Regions from separate parts of the Sus scrofa genome. Here all the other regions are linked to region 1. Evidence: chromatin contacts called from public Hi-C data. All regions are on one chromosome and are shown on one strand. Each heading gives the region's core, a stretch centred on a gene start, on an enhancer-like site or on the middle of the called end of the contact. The rest is flanking DNA. Distances are from core to core; before and after follow the strand shown.

The links. Hi-C and Micro-C count contacts between places; a contact is called where the count stands out from the background.
Region 2: a Hi-C map of embryonic fibroblasts shows a contact between it and region 1, with 3 times the contacts expected there. The contact joins the enhancer-like site here to the promoter of AMOTL2 in region 1. A contact is called at or near these places in 21 of 47 Hi-C or Micro-C datasets (alveolar macrophages, brain, embryonic fibroblasts and 14 more) and 1 of 2 datasets of contacts at active chromatin or transcription factors (skeletal muscle).
Region 3: a Hi-C map of liver shows a contact between it and region 1, with 3 times the contacts expected there. The contact joins the promoter of CEP63 here to the promoter of AMOTL2 in region 1. A contact is called at or near these places in 3 of 5 promoter capture datasets (fetal skeletal muscle, liver and skeletal muscle), 20 of 47 Hi-C or Micro-C datasets (adipose tissue, brain, embryonic fibroblasts and 12 more) and 1 of 2 datasets of contacts at active chromatin or transcription factors (skeletal muscle).

What each region holds. Positions count from the first base shown.
Region 1 is chr13:75,505,967-75,508,666 of Sscrofa11.1, forward strand. It overlaps AMOTL2 (angiomotin-like protein 2), which reads right to left and starts at 1,394. Exons shown (of 12, transcript XM_021069473.1): 1 at 1,264-1,394.
Region 2 is chr13:75,583,478-75,586,177 of Sscrofa11.1, forward strand. No RefSeq gene overlaps it. Among named protein-coding and RNA genes, the nearest start is that of ANAPC13, 20 kb to the right of the region's middle. Within about 2 kb of position 1,429, at least 6 of the 83 cell types and tissues checked have an H3K27ac peak or open chromatin away from gene starts, as enhancers often do. A contact at or near this core is called in embryonic fibroblasts, omental adipose tissue and retroperitoneal adipose tissue, where this site is marked.
Region 3 is chr13:75,604,280-75,606,979 of Sscrofa11.1, forward strand. It overlaps CEP63 (centrosomal protein of 63 kDa), which reads left to right and starts at 1,345. Exons shown (of 13, transcript XM_021069477.1): 1 at 1,345-1,427. It overlaps ANAPC13 (anaphase promoting complex subunit 13), which reads right to left and starts at 736. Exons shown (of 3, transcript NM_001178070.1): 1 at 713-736; 2 at 1-8.

The DNA of each region.
Region 1 (2,700 bases), core at 144-2,643:
ATAGGACAACGGTTCTGTGAGATGAGGCAGGAAGGTGCCACCCATCAAAGTCACATAGTCTGTGTGCTGAAAATAACTGCATGCGGGCTCCAGGAGAAAGAAAGGGTGGCCCGCGTTCTTTGATTTTACCAATACCATCCCCTGCCATGCGCGCGCGCGCGCGCACACACACACACACACACACACACACTCACTCACTCACACACACACTTGCTCCCTGGAAGTGCCCTGACGGTCCTCTAGGTGCACAGGGGATGGGCACTCAGCATCTTGACATCAGTCACACCCACTTGAGCCAACTGGAGGAGCAAGGGACCAAGGGGGAGGTTCTTGGCTGCAGGAACCTGAGGCCTCTGAGCCTAAACTGCAGGGAGATAATATCTCCTAAGGTTGGTGTTCCCTTCTGAGCCTGAGCTCCCAATGGCTCATGGCCTGGAAGGCTGCCCGCCTCACCTGGCTTCCTTTCCACAGCCTCCTCCAACACAAACCTCCAAACTGAGACTCAGGGAAGATTAAACAAAACCCACACCTCCACAGGTCCTATGAGTAAGGGAGGAGGTCAGTAGGAAGAATGCTGTCCCTTCTCTGCCACTAAACTAGCCCTAATGCTCTGCTTCAGTTGGGGCTTGGTGGAAGCAGCCATTCCCAATGCACTCCTCCCCTCTCAGCTGCCCAGAACCAGGAGCGGGAGATGAATCTAGAGGGCATCTCTGTGCCCATCCTTCCTGGCACCCCTTCCACCCCCCCAACACACACACACACACACACACACACACACACACACACACACACACACACACACACACAATGAGGGGAGATCCAAGACTCTAGAGCTACCAGAGGCAAAACAAACAGGAATCATTTCGCCCTAGCGTTTCATTCACGGGGGCACTTCCTAATTTAATCGCTATCTGGGCTGACTTCAGCTGAGGAGGACCGGGGAACACAGCTTTCCAGACAGACTCCAGCCCCCCTCACCCCCTACTATGTGCCTGGAAGTAGGGAAAACCTCCCCACGCCTCTCATCCCGCAGGGTCCTGGTCAACCCTTTCAGATGAACATTCTTTCCGCTGAGCCGTAATTAAAATCTGCGCCCCAGACCCGGATCGTGCACCCTTGCTGCGCTAGCGCGCCCCGCTCTCTGAAACCCCCTCTTCTAAGGAAGCAGGCAACTCCGGCCTTTGCCTGAACTCACGCTCTCCTAAGCAGCTAAAGCGAGGATCGCTAAGTCAGATCGCACCCCAGCCAGAGATCCCGCCCTACCCGGACTCCTGGGTGACCACAAGAACCCGGTGGCCGCCGCTGTCCCTGCAGCGGGTGGACAAGAGTAGCCCGCGGTCCGGAGAGGTCTTTAAGCGTCGCGGGCCCGCCTCCCTCCCTCCCTTCCGAGCCCTCTTTGTTTTCCAAATGCTCCAGCGCTGACGTCACCGGGCTGGACGGCAGGCTGCATTCTTTCTAAGTGAGAGCCAGACCGTGGCTCCAGAGAGGATTTTCCAAGGAAGACAAAGAGGAATTCTTGGGCTAGTTGGGGGGCAGAGACACCTGTAACCCCCACCTAAACCAAGTCAGCCCCCAGGGCCCTGCGACTTATGCTCCAAACGGCGCCTCCTGCCCGGATCCGCACCCCTCTCCCCAACCCGCGACCCCAAACACCCACTCCGCTCCCCGCAAGGCTGTCCCGTCCTCTAGCCCCAGTCGACCCGCACATTTTCGGGAGACCCCAGGCGCCCGGCCGCTGTCCGGCTTCCCGGCGGCTGGGAAGGGCTTGCTGCGCCTGGAAGACGCTGGGTCCGCCTGGCTCCAGCTCCCGCTCCCGCTCCCGGAAAAGGTCGGGCTGCACCCGAGCTCGAGCTACGGCTGGGGAGCGCCTCTGCTGCCCCGTGCGCTCCGCCAAACACCAAGCGGCCTTCCTTACCGCTGCGGCCCACGGGCGCTCGGTGCGGTCCGACCGGACGACCTGGCCTAGCCCGGTTCCGCTCAGCGCGGCGGCGGAGGTGTGCTCTCGGCGGTGGCGTCGACGCTCTGACCGCTCGGGCCCCAGCGCCCAGCCCCAGGGTCGGCCCGCGCCGGAGGCGGCTGCTATGCCAGGAATGTGAGAGTTTCAGGTTCCCCCTCGGGATCAAAGCGAACCACAAATAACCTCGCAGCGCGCCGCCCTCCTCGGCCCTCCGCCTCCTCCTGCTCCCTCCTCCTCGCTCCCGCCTTCCTCCGGGGAGGCGGCGCTGCTACCCCGCTGCCCTGGGCCTGCAGCACGCGCTGCCCACCTCCCCGCCCCGCGCCCCCGGCTCTTCAGATCGGCTGGGGACGAATGAATCCAACTCGAGCCCTTACTGTCCCCAAATCGGCCCCTCACAATCCTGTCCCTGCCTTTTCCAACCCCTTTGGCTAGACTGCATCGAGTGTCCCTGAGGGACTCTGGGCGTTGCTGCGGGATGGAGTTGAGGTTGGGGGGCTTGGGGTGTGTGTGTGTGTGTTGCACACGGAGCGAGGACTGCAAAAATGTTCATCTCTCCCTGACTTGAACTGTGCTCCCGGCGAAGAGCTGAATCCCGCTCCCAGCACTGAGCCTCCTCTCTAAACCCCCATTGCTTTCGCCGCCAGCGGCAACCTTTGAATTGCACTCTTACTGTTTACAAACACCTTCGCCAGCTCTTTTCGGATCTGTCTCCACAGGAAGTGTGAATCTGGGTTGAAAAATCT
Region 2 (2,700 bases), core at 179-2,678, 78 kb after region 1:
CAGGATGAACCTGGGTTCTACAGTCATTTAGTTGTAGAAATAACCAACCCTGGATCTGAGTTGATTATATGAAATAATGAATCCCCTTGCTTTCGTGTTAGTTGAGTTCCATATTACTTGCAGCCAAGAGCATCCTAAATGATACAGCTATTGCAGGTTCCCTTGTTGGATATAGGATATTACCTTGATACAGGTTTGTTTGTTGGGATTATATCTGAGAGCAAAATGAAAACTGGAGTTCAGTATGTTCTGGTTAATAGCTTTCATCAGAGTTGTTGGTGAAAAAAATCCAGCTTCATATGTTCAATCTTCAATTTCACACAACATAGAACATCTAAGTCATAGCTCCAAGGTTTCTGGTTGCTTCTTCCCATGAAAGCTAGAAGCAAGCCATGGCGAGGGGCCAGGGAGGGGTCAGGAAAGGGTTTGCATGTGTTCCTCGCTCAGAGCATGTCCAGTACTTAGGCTTCTGTTCATCCAATGGATATTACCTGGAGTTGATCAGAAAGGGTCAGCTTGCCTGGAGAACACTTTCTCATGTCAAATAATAGAACACCCTGGGCTGAGATGATCTTGTCTGAGACCTTTTAGAAACAGTCAGGCTGACACTCTGTGCTGTAATGGTGTGGAGGCCACCATGCCAACAGCAGTGTAATTATCACTGAGATAATGAAATGCTGAGTGATAAAGATTTTTCTTTTTTGTTTTTTAGGGCCATACCCACAGAGTATGGAAGTTCCCAGGCCAGGCATCGAATTGGAGCCACAACTGCTGGCCTACACCACAGCTCATGGCAACTCCAGATCTTTAACCCACTGATCAATGCCAGGGATTGAACCCAAGTCCTCATGGATATTAATCAGGTTCGTTACTGCTGAGCCACAACGGGAACTCCGATAAAGATTTTTAAAATAAGGTTTTAATAAAAAGATAAAAGGATTTTATTTATTTATTTTTGGCCACTCCCATGGCATGTGGAAGTTCCTGGACTAGGGAGTGAAACTGTGCCACAGCAATGACCCCATGGCAAATTCTTAACCCACTGAGCTGCCAGGGAACTCTAAACGGTTCTTTATAAAGGATAAGAAATTATTTTTTAATTCTATTTCAACCCCCTTTTAAAAATCACTGAGATTAAAGAACAACAATAGTGTAATTATCACTGAGGAAACAAACACCAGCCTGTGGTTTCTCACCAAGGAGTAAACTTTTCAAAGGCCAAAGGAATGATAATTTGGAAATGCATTGGCTTCTCCCATCTTTATGTCCTATACACTCACTTCTCTAGTGATGTATCTAAATAGTTTTCCTTGTCCCTCTAGGTTTTAAAAATTAAAACAGTTTCTACCCCTGCCCTCCCTCCCACACACACTTTCTCACGAGCAGACACATACTTACGTGAATGCTCTCAGACCTCTTGTGGATCCACATATTTTGGGCATGTACATGAAGCCATTTATGGGGGTTTAATCCATGAATCATAAACAGAAGATTCTTATTAAGACAGGCAGTGGCCTCTTTAGGCTTGCATAGTACTTAGAGCGTTTGAAGGTGGAAAACTCTTAACACTTTATGGGAGGCTCAGAGAGTCACAGCAGACTCTGCATTTTAATACTAAAAACGCAGAAAGAGTATTAAGCCTAAGAGGCAATAATTTGATCTGATAGCAGCACTTTATTCAGGGCCTGGCATAAATTATGTTATTAAAAACATTTGACGAGAAAATGAAAGACACTTTCCACCCATTTTCAATGACTCAATATGGGAAACAGGGGTTTCAGGATAAAAAGTTGTTAAGGCAGAGCTTTAGGGAAAAACCAGTGACTTCGGGATAAATAGCAAGTGTTTCTGGATTACATACTGAAACAATTTTTACAGTTTCTTTCTTTCTTTCTTTCTTTCTTTCTTCCTTTCTTTCTTTCTTTCTTTCTTTTCTTTTTAGGGCCTCATGTGCGGCATAAGGAAGTTCCCAGGCCAGGGGTCAAATTGGAGCTCTGCTGGCCTATACCACAGCCACAGCAACAGCCCGGATACTCAACCCACTGAGCAAGGCCAGGGATTGAACCCACATCCTCATGGATACTAGTTGGGTTCCTTATCACTGAGCCACAACGGGAACTCCCAATTTTTTAAGTTTCTATGTATGCTTCAACATGGCTGTGGAGTCTCAGGCAGATTTGCTATTTTTCTGGGAGTGAAATTTCATCTTTAGTGTAAAACTGGCTCTGTTTCTTGTTTGTTCATTTTATTTAAGTATAGTTAATTCACAATGTTGTGAAAATGTCTGCTGTACAACCAAGTGACCCAGTTATACATATATACATATCCATTCTCTCTGAGATTCTTTTCCCACATAGATTATCACAGAATATGGGTACAGTTCTCTATGCTATAGAGCAGGTCCCCTTTGGCCAGTCATCCCATATACCGCAGTGCGCATATGCCAATCCCCAGCCCCAGTCCATCCCTACCCTCCACCTGTACCCTTTGGTAACTATATGTTTTTCAAAGTCTGTGAGTCTGTTTCTGTTCTGCAAATAGATTCATTTGTATCTATCTTTTTTTTTTTTTTTAAGATGCCACATATAGGGGATACCATGTGCTGTTTGTCTTTCACTGTCTGACTAACTTCACTTAGTATGATAGTTTCTGGCTCTGTTTCTTGAGCCCAGCTTTCTGGGGTAGATGCTATTTCAATGC
Region 3 (2,700 bases), core at 95-2,594, 98 kb after region 1:
TGCCAGATCTGAAAGCCAAAGAGGTTATTTCTTAAGCATGAGGAGATGATGTAATCTAGCACTAGGGGTTCTCCAAGCTTTTTAGCCTGGATGTGTCTTTTGGCATGATATCACTTTGGGAAAGACTCATCTCATCCGGGTCAGGTTATTTACAAGATCACAGTCCCTTCCAGCTGATTTTCCCAGTCACACACAGATCCCACCTTTCTGTAAGGGTTTCTCAGATCACTCCAGCTTCAGCCCACATCCTGCCCTTGATCTACCTTTTGTCCTTATGATCTACTAACCAAGTCAGGTCGACTTTGTGACCAACTGCTCAGGTATTACTGCTTCCAATTGCTGTGTGTAGTAAAATTTTTTGTCAGTGACTCAGCACATCTTTCCTCAATTTGGCCTCAATCTTTTTTCACCTGTCCCTCTTCCGAACACCTCTAACTCTGTTATCCTTTCCAGCCTTTGCACTCAAAGTTCTTTACCCCATCACTAACACACCCATTTTTCCTTCCAAACTCAAAGCTGGCGTCAGCTCATCAGAACCAACATGCCATTTCCAGAGTTAGGCGCTAAGGTGCCTTCTCTCTTCAGGGGCTGGAAAAAAGGAAAGCACAAGACGGGCAAAGAGGGGCAATGACCAGGAAATGACTACGTCTCAAACACTTGCCTCACTCAACAGAATGAAGCATTACCACTTTCCTGAACAAAGTTTTCTTACACATACGACTGTCCCAATGCCTGGAATGCTCTGTCTTCTTCCTTTTTTCCCCAGCTAACCCCAAACTGTCCAAAAAATTTAGCTCCCAGGTCGTCTTCTGCAGGAGTCGTTCTCTAAGAGCCAGAAGAGCGCAGTCCCCGCCCCTCCGCGGGTCCCATAGTTCTCTGGGCACAGAGAATGATCCCCATCAGGATCTTGGTATATTGCCTGTCACACGGTCTTTCCAGACACGAGACGCCTGCGTTTCCCGGGGGGAGGGCAGTTTTATTCATCTCTGCTTTAGAGCTCTGTGAAACATGCAGTTACATGAGCAAAACTGGGACGCCTTTTCCCTCGCTAGAAATGACCCTCTCGGGCCACCACCGTCCATACAGGCCTGGGAGGCCGCCCCACAGCCACGGCTTCCGGCCCGAGGCGGGATATACCAAATGCGGAAGCGAGGGGGGGGGGTCCGGACAGCCAAGCAAGTTCCCCTCCTCCCCGCCCAACGTGTGGTAAGAGAAGTGGTTAGGAGGGAGAGGATGATGTGAAAACAACGACCTAAGCCAAGAGAAACGGCAGGAGTCCGAACGCGCTCCCGTATCTCCAGACCCTACATTACGTGCGCGCAAACCCTTTTACCAGCCCCAAACCCAGCGTGTCACACACCCCCGCCGACCGCGCCCTCAGCATCACGTGACCCAGACGTCCTTCACTTTCCGATCCCCGGATGTGGGTGAGCCCATTTGCCGGAGCACAGGGGGAGTTAGGGAGGACATTGTTTTAATTAAAAGTGAAGGAGCAGTGGGCAAAACGAACGTGCTGACTGCTGTGGCTGGACGTCAGGTTGGCGGTGCCGCGCGTGCGCACCCCCAGCCGTAGGTAACGGCGGGAAGGCTCGGGGAGCGCTCGCGGCAGCCCTTAACCGCATTGCGAACGTCGGACGGGCGAGGGGCGGCCGTCTCTGGGCCTGGAGGTAGCCCTGGCTGCGGTGGGGCCGCGGGCCGAGCGGCCGAATGGCCTGGGGCCTGCTTCCTCAGCCGCCCGCTGGCCTCCAGGCCCGCCCCCGCCGGCCCGGCTCCGCCCCGGCGCCCCGCCCCCCGGCCTTTTCGCTGACGCCCGGCTGACCCGCGAAGCCGGATATGGCCTCCCTCGGCGTGCGGTCCCGGCCAGCCAGGTGGTCAGCTCTTACCTAGAGACCGGGCCGGCGGGAGGGCGGCGGGGTGGGCGAGCTGCTCGTCTTCCCGGAGCGGAGTTAGCCGCGGGCCACTCTTCCACTTCAGGGGAGGGATCCTCGGCAAGGCCCTCTCGCCTGGGCTGCCTCATCTGGTTAGCTTCTTAGCATTGTTGCGACTTAGGTCATTGATGGCAGGTGATAGCGGTTCATTCACGGGTGGGAAGTTTAGCAAGTTTTAAAAAGTGAGTTGGTTAAAAACGTATTGGAGGTACAGAAATGTGGCAGAAAACATGAAGGACTCAATTGGGGAACCCTGGACTTAGGGATCCATACAAATCAGGGATGGGAAATAAATGATAAATTGAGGAAATAAAAGGTATAGGTCCTTAGAACACTTTAATCATCAAGATACTTTAAGGCGGTAAATCTAGGCTTATAATGAGGTTTTTCTTATGCTTCTTGAAACAGTAAAGATGAGTCCGCTGTCAGCGACTACTCTTCCTTTGCAATTACAGTACATTTCTTTGCACAAAGTAGTTTTCCTTGAGCCTTACAGACAGTTCCTTAAACCAGTCTTTAAGAATTTTTTCTTCTTTTAATAAAGCAGTATTGTAGGGTTAGTGCCCTGTGGTAATAGTTTCCCACATGCGTGCATTTAATTTTCTAGACATGAAGAGGAAATCAAGGATTATTAACTACATGCTACCTTCGAATATTTATATTTATACTGATCACAACTGTAGCTTAATTATATAATAAAGTGTATGTGTTTTATTTTGAATACCGTATCCTTTTTTTTTTTTTTTTGTCTTTTTGCTATTTCTTGGGCCGC